Linked DNA regions of Zea mays: region 2 is linked to region 1. The links are chromatin contacts, called in public Hi-C maps. All regions are on one chromosome and are shown on one strand. The core of a region is the stretch at or near the end of the contact, and the rest is flanking DNA. Distances in the headings are between cores, read along the strand shown.

Evidence for each region. A called contact is a pair of places that touch in the nucleus more often than the background predicts.
Region 2: a Hi-C map of leaf shows a contact between it and region 1, with 6 times the contacts expected there. The contact joins the promoter of LOC542022 here to the enhancer-like site in region 1. A contact is called at or near these places in 3 of 25 Hi-C or Micro-C datasets (ear, leaf and tassel).

The regions. Positions count from the first base shown.
Region 1 is chr9:155,075,317-155,081,692 of Zm-B73-REFERENCE-NAM-5.0, reverse strand. LOC103639480 (a long non-coding RNA gene) reads left to right here. Exons shown (of 9, transcript XR_004852856.1): 1 at 1-65; 2 at 162-633; 3 at 1,212-1,310; 4 at 1,780-1,863; 5 at 1,951-2,013; 6 at 2,229-2,316; 7 at 2,427-2,576; 8 at 2,702-2,836; 9 at 3,063-3,588. Among protein-coding and RNA genes, the nearest start is that of LOC103639480, 3.4 kb to the left of the region's middle. Within about 2 kb of position 3,947, at least 19 of the 20 cell types and tissues checked have an H3K27ac peak or open chromatin away from gene starts, as enhancers often do. A contact at or near this core is called in ear, leaf and tassel, where this site is marked.
Region 2 is chr9:155,140,860-155,147,235 of Zm-B73-REFERENCE-NAM-5.0, reverse strand. It overlaps LOC542022, which reads right to left and starts at 3,071. Exons shown (of 3, transcript NM_001305845.1): 1 at 2,272-3,071; 2 at 1,181-1,339; 3 at 1-1,093. The coding sequence starts at 3,054. The coding sequence ends at 284.

The sequences.
Region 1 (6,376 bases), core at 2,698-5,197:
AGCAAAAAAAATCCCCTACTTCACCCCATCCGTCGTCACATCGCTTCGGCATGACATCATAGCAGGTAGGCCCCTTCTGATCCATCTCCCTATCCACATCTTAACTTCAGTGTTCCTATCCTCTGACTTCCCCTAACCAAATTCTTTTTTATTTCGTATAGATTGTAGTAACAGGATGAAATCCAATCGCTCCATTACTTCAAACATGAACTGTAATGGTGTCTGCATGTCAAGTGTTTGTCAAAATGACTATATGAAATATATGGGCAAGGGTCAACAGATTCACCCATCAGTTAGTCCATGTCATGTTCAAAATACGTCAGTTTGATTCTTATCATTTTAACCTATTCCATTTTTATAATATATTTTGATGAATCTGAATATAAGATTTTCTTTATGGTTCATGCTTTCTCTGAATCTTTAGAATTGTATGCATTTGTGTCAGAAGTAAGACCGACTTATTTTGTGAAAGGATAGAGGACTATCAAATACTAAGACACTTTATACACTTATCAAGAGTTTGTCGTCGGATACGAGTGCAGTGACTCCTCCTACTGCTTCTTTGAAGAAGACAAAGGCTGCTCCAAACACGCAGAAATCTTACCTTTAGGTTGAAGGCTACAACTATGCAAGGTTGATCTCTCTTCTGCTAAAGAGTACCATTAATAGCACAGAGTCTGTGAGCCTCATTCTACGGCTCCCAACATGGTTGTTGGTTGACTTGGCTGTAAAGCCAATGCATTATTTGTCTTTTCTTCGAGAATCTTTACTTTTTCATGCATGCTCTCATTTTTATTGCAATACGTGATCTTGTACTGCTACTTTTATCCATGTAAAAAATATTTTGTTTCATGCATTTCTCTTTTCATGTAGGCATATATCCGTATATCATTCTATGTGTATATATGCATTTATGAAGAAAAAGTTCTTATATCCTAAAGTTTTACTACCAGTTCTCCCTTCCCTTCGACCAGCAGCTCTTGTCCTTATATTCTGAGCAAGAATATCTATTCTTCATGTACGTTAACCCCACTAGATTTGCTGAACTAAGGAAAAGAGTTGAAGACTTATACAAGGCCCATAAACATGAATTGGAAGAGGTGTTGTGTTTGTTTGGTAGCGCTTTTAAGTTATGGTTGATACTGCATGATCCAATTCCATTTTCTCATGTTTGCAATGGATGACATGAATTTGAGATTCTTCAATTCCAGGCAAATAAAATTTTAAGGCAAAAGATTGTTAAGGATCAGTTCCTCGATCTTGTTAGTGTTTGAAACAGAAGCGCGCTCAGTTTACAAAAAGCTCTACAGGTGAGTGCATGCCATTGCCATCTCATTAAACTAAAAGTGCTACTGGCTTCAGACTCCAAAGAGAAGTTTATCTATTTTTATTAGGGATTGAATTATCATACTATAACACCATTTCTGCTTGTTGTAGTGTTGTGCTAGCATGCTTTCCCTAGATATTTCTTACACAGTTTTCCAACTCATTTCTTATGAGATCATACAATTAACCGGTCTGCTACACATTTTTTAGTTTTTTCTTTGACACAAAAGGTTAGCCAGTGAACCATATTTGTTGTTGACTAAAAATCACTCCATAATGTGAATACTTCGTGGTACGGTTGCCTGCTCATTTGCTTAGTTGTGCGTCTCAGTTACATTTTAAACCAAAAGTTATTATTATAATAATGGTGTGAGTGTTATGTGGTTCTTACTTTGAAATATGATTTAAGGTTGTTTATTTGGTGGATTATTTATTAGTTGAGCCATCTTTCAGCATTTACAAAACTACACTCAAATCCAAGAGTTCAAAAAAATGAGGTGAATCTAACAAATAAATGAGGTGAATCAGGTTGCCCAGGTATTTTTTTTTTCATATTCATGTTATTTATATTACTCTAAATATATTGCTAGTTGTGAAATAATGAACCTTACATTATTTTCTTAGTTGAGGATCATCATAAAACCAAAATTCTGCAGTGGTGTTGGGCCATTATGCACTGCACAACAGGTACCACTAACAACAAATTAATATAGTGCTTATACAGTGGATTTGTCATTGGCTCACAAGTATGTTCAATTCAATTCAGATCTGATATCATGTTCTTGGCCTTGTTCATGGCATATGGATACCCATTCCTCAAGCTATGAGTTATCTTATTTTCGTCGTATTTAATGTTCTTTTGTGAAATATACCATTTTTCTAACAATAGATTATGCCAACAGGTGGAAGATTACATTGCAACTCCAAAACCTAATGGGTACCAAAGTCTACACACAATAGTGATACCATTTGTTCCATTTGGAAGTTCAGGTAATGTTGCCTAGTCATTTGTTAAATTGAAATGCGCAAACATCAAAAAAAGAATTTATTTTCATCCTATTACTGATTGTGATATGTTTAAAATTCCAACTGTATTGCAGATAAGAACAGAAGATATGGATTTAATAGCAGGAAGAGGCATTGTTGCACATACAGTGGACGAGGGGTAGCTTTGACCTGTTCGGCTTGGAATATCAAGCGGGAGAAATGCCATGGGGAACATAATATGCTTGAACAACACAGGCTTTGCTGTAAGGGTACTATACTTTATCGAATCTAATCATACTAATGCTTTATAAAGCTTATAATATTTCCGCTTTAAATATTGTAACACGGTGCGTTTGAGAAAAAAGTTAATACATACCATCTTTCATAGGTTGGTTACCTCAATGCAATCCACGAGGGGCGAGAAGAGTTATTTGTTGGTAATATGAGTTCTAGAGAATTTGTTGATACTATCACCAGAGATCTTCTAGGAAGCCGTGTCTTTGTGTTTACTCCTAAAGGCAAGGTGAGGCAATGAACTGTGGAGATATTATTTAATAGCATGGACTATTTTGGAGGCTCTAAATACGCTGTTACAAGTAGATTAAAAACCTACCTAAGGGAGCCACGCTGGTTGATTATGCTTATCTGAACCATACTGAAACCGGCAACAAAATGATCGCAGTAAATGTTTTGGAGGCTCTACTCTTTGTTGAACGCTTCTATTTCTGTTCTTGCTAATGCAAATGCAGGACAGCCTCAATCCAGGAAGAAGAGACAAGATTCATCTGCAATTCTGCATCTTCAATGTCTAGGATATTCTAACATCTTAGTTTACATGTTTTGTCAGTCATGGCACGTGACATTTAGGTATATTTGACTTGGGATACTCAAGATTTTGGTAACTAAGCGGCGTAACAGTACACACTTAAGGTGCTTCCCACCGTCTGCAGGCTGACAACAAAGGATAGTAGCGGAGCTAGATTGCTTTGCTGTTGTCTCCCTGTTTTTTGTTAGAAGTGGATTTGTTCTTGCTTCATTTTTGGGACAGTTGAAGTGCATCTAGACTCTCTAGAGACAGTTGTGTTGCTAGAATCACGACCAAAAGTATTGGTCCAATATTAGGTGTCTGCTTGCTCATGTAGACGGTATTGGTAGAACTACTGAAGTTGGTTTCAAGATTAGTGCAACGGTGACATCAACCAAGCGCACGAGTTGCGGTTTTTTCTGAAATCATTTGAATTATGGACAGTGAAAGGATACCCCCCTTGTTGGCTCGCTTAAATACATGCAGTGTAGTGTTGTTTACTGCCTCCTTGGGGATCAAATGCCCAACTGCAAACACATAATTCAAATGATTGCAGCACGAACATACAACGAACATACCACGAAAGACACAGACACCCCTATGGAAGGGCCACTGTTGAAGGAGAACGAAAGGCACAGTCAGATGGCAGCCGTGTACAGGACGAACATAGAACGAAACAGTAACCAAACGTGAAATGCACACGTAGCACGCTGTTACGAAGAGGTACACTGCAGCTAGCCAAGCGTGAAACGCACACATAGCACGCGCAACTATCCTCGTCCGGTCCCCCTTCCCTTCCCTTCACTATCGGGCGGCACAGGAAAGCGAAGACGACAGGCTGATCTGACGGCACGGCACGGAGGAGCAAAGCCAACGTTGTGCACGCAGTACGGCGGGGTTAGGCGCATGCAATGATATGGTAATTCATGATGCAGAAGCTCTCGGTTAGTGCAGGAGCCACTCACTCATTTGCGTTTGCGTCGCGGCCGGCCGGACGGGACGATGACGGATCAACGCGATTGGATGGGCGGCGGTTCAGTCCCGTCCTGTATTCTGTTGAATTCTGCTAATCAGCATCCAGGCTTTTCCTTTGGAATTGGGGAAAAGAAAAAGGGGAGCAGCTTCAGGATTAGCTTCACGGCGAGAGCGCATACTCCCGCGTGATCACTCTGATTAGTGGCTTAGTGCCCGCGTAATATTATACTCCCTCCGTTTCTTTTTATTTGTCGCTGGATAGTGCAATTTTACACTATCCAGCGACAAATAAAAAGAAACGGAGGGAGTAATAATCTTCCTGGATCCATGCCGGCCCATACGTGTCGAGTTCGACCTCGCCACGGCCTCCAGGTCGCGGGCTCCACCACTAGCAGCCGCTGCTCGGCCTCTTTTCCTCCAACCTTTTGGTCTCATCATGCCCCGCATCTCCTATCCGCGTCCAATCAGTGCGCGTTATGGTTCAGACTTCAGAATGCCAGTCATCATCACGGTGTTCTTTTTTTTTTCCCTTCTTCCATAGATTGCAGGAATCACACGAAGGCATCCTTCAGATCTTCATCTGCATGCATATACACATACACTGTTCCGATCCTTCGCTGCGATAATAAGGGTTTAGGGTAGTCTGAAACCATGAACTTGCTTGGTTTCTTCTTCTTTTGTTTGTTGTAACTTCTGTTTTTATCTTCGTAAAAAGTCCTGGTAGGGATAGACCCCCTGCTGTCCCATAAAAACACTTGCTAGCCTTGGTTCTGCCTGCCCCGGTCCCACTGAAAACAAGCTCACAGTTGTACGTACTATCTCGGGTGTCCTGCCAATCTTGTCTTCGTCCCCAACGATATGATGTCCACAGTGCTGCTCAAACAACTCAAAAACAAAAAAACAAAAAAAAAAGTGTGAGGCGTTGTATCAGTCCAAGATATTTCGGGTCCTGCTTCCTCTGGTAGTAGTAGTAGTGGGAAAAGATCAGCCTCATCGTCGTCCTCCGCCATGATTCCTGCTGACAGGATGGGAAGAACTTTTCGGTACGATACGATAATGATCTAGTGATACCGGACAAAGCTGTCTGTGCCTTTTTTTTTCTTCTTCTTGAGAAGCAGGGGTAACCATGCAAAATGGGTGCTTATTGAGAGGAATACTATAATGTGGTTGGAGAAACACGCTGTTAAAGCTGAAAAAGCACAGTATGTAGCCATGGTTCAGTTTAGCTTGGAAAGCTGGCTCCGAGATAGCGAGTGAACTGGGTGGGAGACGACGTGTACGGGAGCAACTGGTCCTATACGGAGACGAGGGAAACGTGATCCCTCTGGAGAAAAATCCCACGGTACTGTTAGAAAGTTAGGCATTTTTAGTTTTAATTTAATCCAGATAATCAGTGCGATATATGTAATGACATGTATATGCATGTGTGTATAACTACTCGCATAAGCAGTAAACAGCAATGAAACATGCATAAATACGAAGAACAGAGTGTACCCAGCGGAGGGACCGATGCTCAAGGCACCAGTGGCTCCATTCACACGAGACATCTCGTGTGTTTGTTCGATGTAGCCGTACGAAGTCGGTGCAGGAAGATGTACGCAGTGCAGTCCCTCGAACGGTCGCCGGGAAGAAGAACAGCAGCACGCGTCAACTTGGGAAGGCGACGAACAGCAAGGCTGTGGACGATCACGCGAGCAGTCGCGAAGACGCTCCCCAAAAATCTGATCGCCCGCACACCCGTGCAAGTGTATCTCTACGGTCGGTGATTTCGGAGGCCTGCTCTCCCACTCTCTCTGTGCTCGCAGAAGATGGGACGGGAATGTGTTGTTTGCAATTCGCGTGAGATGATTCGCACTCTAGAAGAGCCCTCCCTCTCCATTCTTATAGGCGGTCAGAAGAAGGGAGAAGGACAACGGACAGAAACGGTCGCGCATTAGAGCTGGAAACTGACGCCAGGTTATTATGACGGTCATCACTCCAGGCAAAATGCGTAACCGTTTGAAAGGAATATTCGGACCAAGGTCCGATCTACCACGGGCCACGGGCCACGGGCCACGGGCCACGGCCACGGCCCGGCCGGCGGCGGCGGCGCGCGCGCGCGCGTGTGGCAGTCCTTCATCCTTTTCTCAACTTCTCAATAGATGCACCAATGGTCCACCTATTTAAGTTGATTGATTTGTCCTTTGAACTTCCAATATGGTACTAAATAATTAGTACACCATAGCATTAAAGTGGGCCATTAGCATTGACTATTATTGAATATTAATTTGGGCCAAGCCCACA
Region 2 (6,376 bases), core at 1,822-4,321, 66 kb before region 1:
TTAGTCAGATAAATAATTCATAAACACTAGTAAAATTTTACAACAGAAGCTAATGCGCCTGAAATGACATTTCACAGCCCCGGCATGAGGCAAAAGAAATACAGAGTGATTGAGCCATAGAGGTGGCTAAACTAACTCTACTACAGACATACATCTACAAAGCAACAACGTTGTGCAAGCAAGACTTAGGTGTGCGAGTCCTCTGGAACTTTGGATCGTGATCCGACCATAGTTGCAAATTTAACACTTAATAGTCGTTCCCCATCTACAAAGCACCAATTATTCACTTCCCTTCTTTATCCCGGACATCACTATCCCCAGGACTCCTTTTCCCAACCCCCTTCAGAGCAGCTACAAGATCCAGGCCCGACTGCTGCTCGCGAAGCCTTGAATATGATGGAGCAGTTGCAGGCGCCCCTTGCTTAAGCTGCCAGGGTAAAGGCTGCCTGTTGGGAGATGGATTCGCATTGGGATCATTTGACAATCGATCACCAAAAGTTGGTTTCACTGTGATGTCTGTTCTATCAGAGTCCATTGCACATGATACCTCATTAAGGTTGAATCCACGTAAGCTAGTTTCCGTTTTGTCACGATCAGATTTAGGAGATGTTGAGAAAGGGGCATTTGGTGGCCGGAACACCTTGCCTAACTCAGGATGGTCAAGTTTTGTAGGCGGACGGCCAAGAGCAGCTGTTTTCTTGTCTCCCTCTTCTTTCACCACGACCATGTGGTCAGGCTCTGCAGGCTCAGGGCATTTTTGCTTAATACTCTCGAATATCTTATCCTGATACATATCCTTGCCACTCGCTGAGCGCCCTGAGTAAATGTTGGTCATGGGAAAAGCTTTCTCTGGTGGTGTGGCAGGTGTATAGTCAGGGGGGAGCAAATCATCCCAATTCTCCAACAGTTCTTTGTACACTTTGCGTAGTGTGACCTCCGTGAGGCCCGTAACCTTACAGATCTCTGCCTGAGTTTTGCGTTTGTCTTCAAGCTGACATGCAAGGTAGATAGCAGCAGCAGATATACTTATGGGATTCCGCCGTGTGCAGAAGCACTTATTAACAACCACCTCACCAATATGAGCTGCAAGTTCCTGAAGAGTCGACGTACAATATATTAAAAACGGATATTGGTTTTTGGCATAATGCTTCATTAACATGTTGTTTAGATAATCTGATACCTGAGCAGATTTATTCAGCTGGAGCAAGCTGCAAAATCTGGGCATATGAACAGCTATTGAGTTGCTGTTAAGTGGTTGACTCAGTTTCAGAGATTCGCCGAGTATTTTGATGTATTTTCCTATCTCCTTTTGAGGAAGATTGCTAGCAGTAGAGATTTCCTGTCCACGTGAGAACAGAAGGTGAACTGGTTATCATTGATAAAATTAGTGTGACATGAATAGTATACCAAGTTTCCGATATTTCACAGGTATTTTAAAAGTTTTTTCCTGCTATTTGTTTCTGAGGAAGCTTGCTAGCGTAGAGATTTCTTGGCTACGTAGCAGGCAGAACCGCAGAAGGTGACTCAGTTCTAATCAACAACATAGCATTAAATGAAAATGCATTCTACTTCTACACTAAGTGCTTGTGGGACAAAAGACCGAACATAACCGAGCTGACAATCATTTGGTTCATTGGCTGTCAACAAAGCATCTTTAAAATCGTTCGGGATGAATTCATGTATTCCCAACGGGGTTAAAGATATCCTAATAAGTACTAGATACACCATCAGTCTACATACAGTGGGATAACTTGATTTGTTTTTTCTTCCATCAATGTTAATGGCGCGCACAACATCGTGGTTCCTATGATGGATAAAAAGGGACACTGGATCGGGTGATCTGATTGAAGTGATGCTTTGGTAGGCTATTTTAGGGGCTGTTTGGTTCGTGTCTAAATGTGCCACACTTTGACTAAGGTTAGTCGTTCGAATTGAAAAACTAAACTTAGGCAGAAAAGTTAGGCAAATTGTGGCAACTCAGGCATCAAACCAAACATGCCCTTAATATGCTGGAAAGTAGCATATCTTTGGAATTGAAACCATTAGCATTTTTTAGTTTACTCACAGCATCCCCAATTCCATGAAATAAACAGAGCAAGGTTTATGTTTCCAAAACTATAATTATCCATATAACCAGTCCAAAATATGAATTGTTTGAAGACACGCATGCTTATGCTATCGCGGTTAGGCACACCCAACTTTGCTGCACTAGAGCATTAGAATAAACACATGGTGTGCGTGTGCGTGTGCGTGTGCGAATCACAGACCAACCTGCAGCGTCCGTGGTTGCTGCGCCTCGCGGATAGCCTGCACGAGCGCGGCGGTCGCGAGCGCCTCGACGCTCCGATTCCTGAGGCAAGTCGCGGACGAGCAATCCTTGAAGAGCTCGAAAGCGTGATCCGCTATGTCCCTGTCGAGCCTGAGTATGGAGGCGACGTCGACGATCTGGAGGTAGGCGCGGAGGCTGTCGACGGAGACCATGGGGCCGGCGGGGTCCGGGTTGGAGGCCGCGGTGGCGGAGTCGACAGCGAGCGCGCGCTCGAGCTCGGCGAGGTGTCCAGAGAAGGTGGAGGCGGAGCGGGCGAGGACGGGGTGGCGCTCGAGGGAGAAAGCCGAGAAGGCGGAGACGAAGCCCGCGGGGAGAAAGGGGTCCTCGTCATCTTCGTCGCCGGGGGAAGGAGACGGGGCGGGATCGATGGCTGTGGCGAGGTCGGGGGTGACAAGGGGGAGCGGATGGAGTGAGGGGAGGAGGGGGAAGAAGGGGTGCGTGTGGAGGTGGCGCTCGAGGACGATTCGGGCGCAGGCGGAGCACTCGGAGACGGCGCGCGAGAGCGGCGGCTGCGTCGTCGCGCACCGCGCCGGCCCCGACGCGCGGCAGTAGGGGCACTGCGACGACATGGGGGGCAAGCCGGATGGGGGATTGGGGACGGAGAGGCCTGGGCTTTGGGTTTGGTGGGCTCTCGAGGTTGGAGATGGCAGAGACCGAGCCAGATACGAACCCTTATCCCGGTCACCGGTTATTCTCGGAGAATTCGTTTCACTTTTAAATTTCATCGTATTCTATGTCTTTTACAACAATCTCTATGAGTATGTCCCTTTTATTTTCTTTCATTTTGAGAAATTAGAATTTTACTATTGGAATTGGCTATTTTTTAGAATGTGACATTTCACTACTTTCTAAAGTTATCATATAAGTCTATCTCAAATTCATAGAGTGAGTGTCGGCGTTTCGAGACCGGGGGTCCCCGGGCCAATGAGTGAAATGCCGTCACGTGCCCCAGCCCAGATGGGTCGGCGCGAGGCCGAACGAGAAGGGGGGAGAAAGGTGGCCGGAGACGGGCGTGAGAGAGGTGGAAATCCCGCGGCCTTCGTGTTCGTCCCGCGCCCAGGTCGGGTGCGCTTGCAGTAGGGGGTTACAAGCGTCCACGCGGGAGAGGGAGCGAGCGGCCTCACGCGAGCGCCTGTCTCGTCCTCGTCCCCGCGCGGCCAACCCTCTGTAAGAGGGCCCTGATCCTTCCTTTTATAGGCGTAAGGAGAGGATCCAGGTGTACAATGGGGGGTGTAGCAGAGTGCTACGTGTCTAGCGAAGGAGAGCTAGCGCCCTAAGTACACGCCGTCGTGGCAGCCGAAGAGGTTTTGGCACCCGGTTCGTGTGGTGTCGTGGCCGTCGGAGGAGCGCTGGAGCCTGGCGGAAGGACAGCTGTCGGGGCTGTCGAGTCCTTGCTGACGTCCTCTTGCTTCCGTAAGGGGGCCGAGAGCCGCAGTCGTCAGGGAGCGTGCGGGGCGCCATCATTGCCTATCTGGCGGAGCGAGCCAAATGGGACGCCGGTCTTGTTCCCCGTAGTCTGAGTCAGCTTGGGGTAGGGTAATGATGGCGCCTCCTGTCGACGTGGTCGGTCCGCGCCCTAGGTTGGGCGATGTGGAGGCTCCTCCGAGGTCGAGGTCGAGTCTGTCTTCCGCGGCCGTGGTCGAGCCCGAGCCCCTGGGTCGGGCGAGGCGGAGACCGTCGGCTGAGGCCAGGGCTGAGTCCGAGCCCTGGGGTCGGGCGAAGCGGTGTACGTCGTCTTCCGGGGCTGAGCCCAAGTCCGAGCCCTGGGTCGGGCGGAGCGGAGTTCGCCGTCTTCCGGGGCTTAGCCCGAGTCCGAGCCCTGGGTTGGGCGGAGCGGAGTTCGCCGTCTTCAGGGGCTTAGCCCAAGTCCGAGCCCTGGGTCGGGCGGAGCGGAGTTCGCCGTCTTCCGGGGCTTAGCCCGAGTCCGAGCCCTGAGTCGGGCGGAGCGGAGTTCGCCGTCTTCCGGGGCTTAGCCTGAGTCCGAGCCCTGGGTCGGGCGGAGCGGAGTTCGCCGTCTTCAGGGGCTTAGCCCAAGTCCGAGCCCTGGGTCGGGTGGAGCGGAGTTTCCTATGGTGCCTGAGGCCGGGCCTGACTGAAAGGGAAATGTGCCCTTGGGCCATTTCTAAGTATTTTGGTGATTGAGTGCCAACACAAGTGCTTAAATGTAAATCTATGCCCATGAATGGACAAAGTGCAAATCAGGAGCAAAGGTATGTTTCCATGTCTTAGTACATTGGTTTTGTGTACTAATATACTTGTCTAAGTATCAGAAACAGGAAGAAGAAGAAAAGAGGGGAGTTGGCTGTGTTCAGCCAAGAGGCTGTTTCGGTCTGGAGCACCGGACTGTCCGGTGGTGCACCGGACAGTGTCCGGTGGTGCACCGGACAGTGTCCGGTGCGCCAGGCTGCCTCGAGCAAAGTGGTCGCTCTCGGGAATTCACCGACGGCGTACGGCTAAAATTCACCGGACTGTCCGGTGTGCACCGGACTGTCCGGTGAGCCAACGGTCGGCCGATCCAACGGTCGGCCGCGCGATCTGCGCGGGACACGTGGCCAAGCCAACGGTCGGAAGGGGGCACCGGACTGTCCGGTGTGCACCGGACTGTCCGGTGCGCCAACGGCTCCTAGATCTGCAACGGTCGACTGCGCCGTTTAAGGAAAGAAATCGAGCACCGGACAGTGTCCGGTGCGCCCGATGACAGAAGGCAAGATCAGCCTTCCAGAATTGCTCTCAACGGCTCCTAGCTGCCTTGGGGCTATAAAAGGGACCCCTAGGCGCATGGAGGAGCACACCAAGCATTCCTACAATATTCCTAAGCACCAAGACATCGATCTCACGCATTCGTTTCATTGTGATAGCATCTAGAGCTCTTGTTGAGTTGCGAACTCTTTGAGTTGTGTTGCGAGCTCTTGTTGCGACTTGTGTGCGTGTTGTTGCTCTGATCTTTTGAAGTCTTGTGTGCGTTGCTCATTCCCCCTTTGCTCTGTGTTCTTTGTGAACTTCAATTGTAAGGGCGAGAGGCTCCAAGTTGTGGAGATTCCTCGCAAACGGGATTGAGAAAAAGCAAGCAAAACACCGTGGTATTCAAGTGGGTCTTTGGACCGCTTGAGAGGGGTTGATTGCAACCCTCGTCCGTTGGGACGCCACAACGTGGAGTAGGCAAGCGTTGGTCTTGGCCAAACCACGGGATAAACCACTGTGTCGTCTCTGTGATTGATCTCTTGTGGTATTGTGTTTTGTTGAGACTCCTTTCTAGCCACTTGGCATTTATTGTGCTAACACTTAACAAGTTTTTGTGGCTATAAGTTTAAGTTTTACAGGATCACCTATTCACCCCCCCCCCCCTCTAGGTGCTCTCAATTGGTATCGGAGCCATTCTCTTCAAGAAAGGGACTAACCGCCCGAAGAGATGGATCCTAAGGGGAAGGGAATCGTGATCAACGACAAGGAAAAGGAGTCCTTCGTCAACGAGCCAAAAGATGACAAATCCAACGACTCTGGCTCGGGCCACAGACGTAAAGATGGGAAGAAGCAGAAGACAAGACGTATCAAGGAGATCGTCTACTACGACAGCGACGAGTCTACTTCTTCCCACAAGGACGACGACTACGACAAACAAAAGACGGTTAACTCAAACTTTTCTTTTGATTATTCGCGCATTCCGCACAGCTCAAATGCTCATTTGCTCCCCATTCCACTTGGCAAGCCTCCTCACTTTGATGGAGAGGACTACGGATTTTGGAGTCACAAAATGCGTACACACCTATTTTCTCTCCATCCAAGCATTTGGGAGATTGTGGAAAGTGGAATGAAATTTGATAGCTCGGATAGTCCTTCGTTTATTAATGAACAGATCCATAAAAATGCACAAGCTACTACTGTGTTGCTAGCCTCTTTGTGCAGGGACGAGTATCACAAGGTGAGCGGCTTGGACAATGTCAAGCAAATTTGGGACACCCTCAAGATCTCTCATGAGGGGAATGATGTCACCTTACTCACCAAGATGGAGTTGGTGGAGGGCGAGCTCGGACGATTCGCGATGATAAG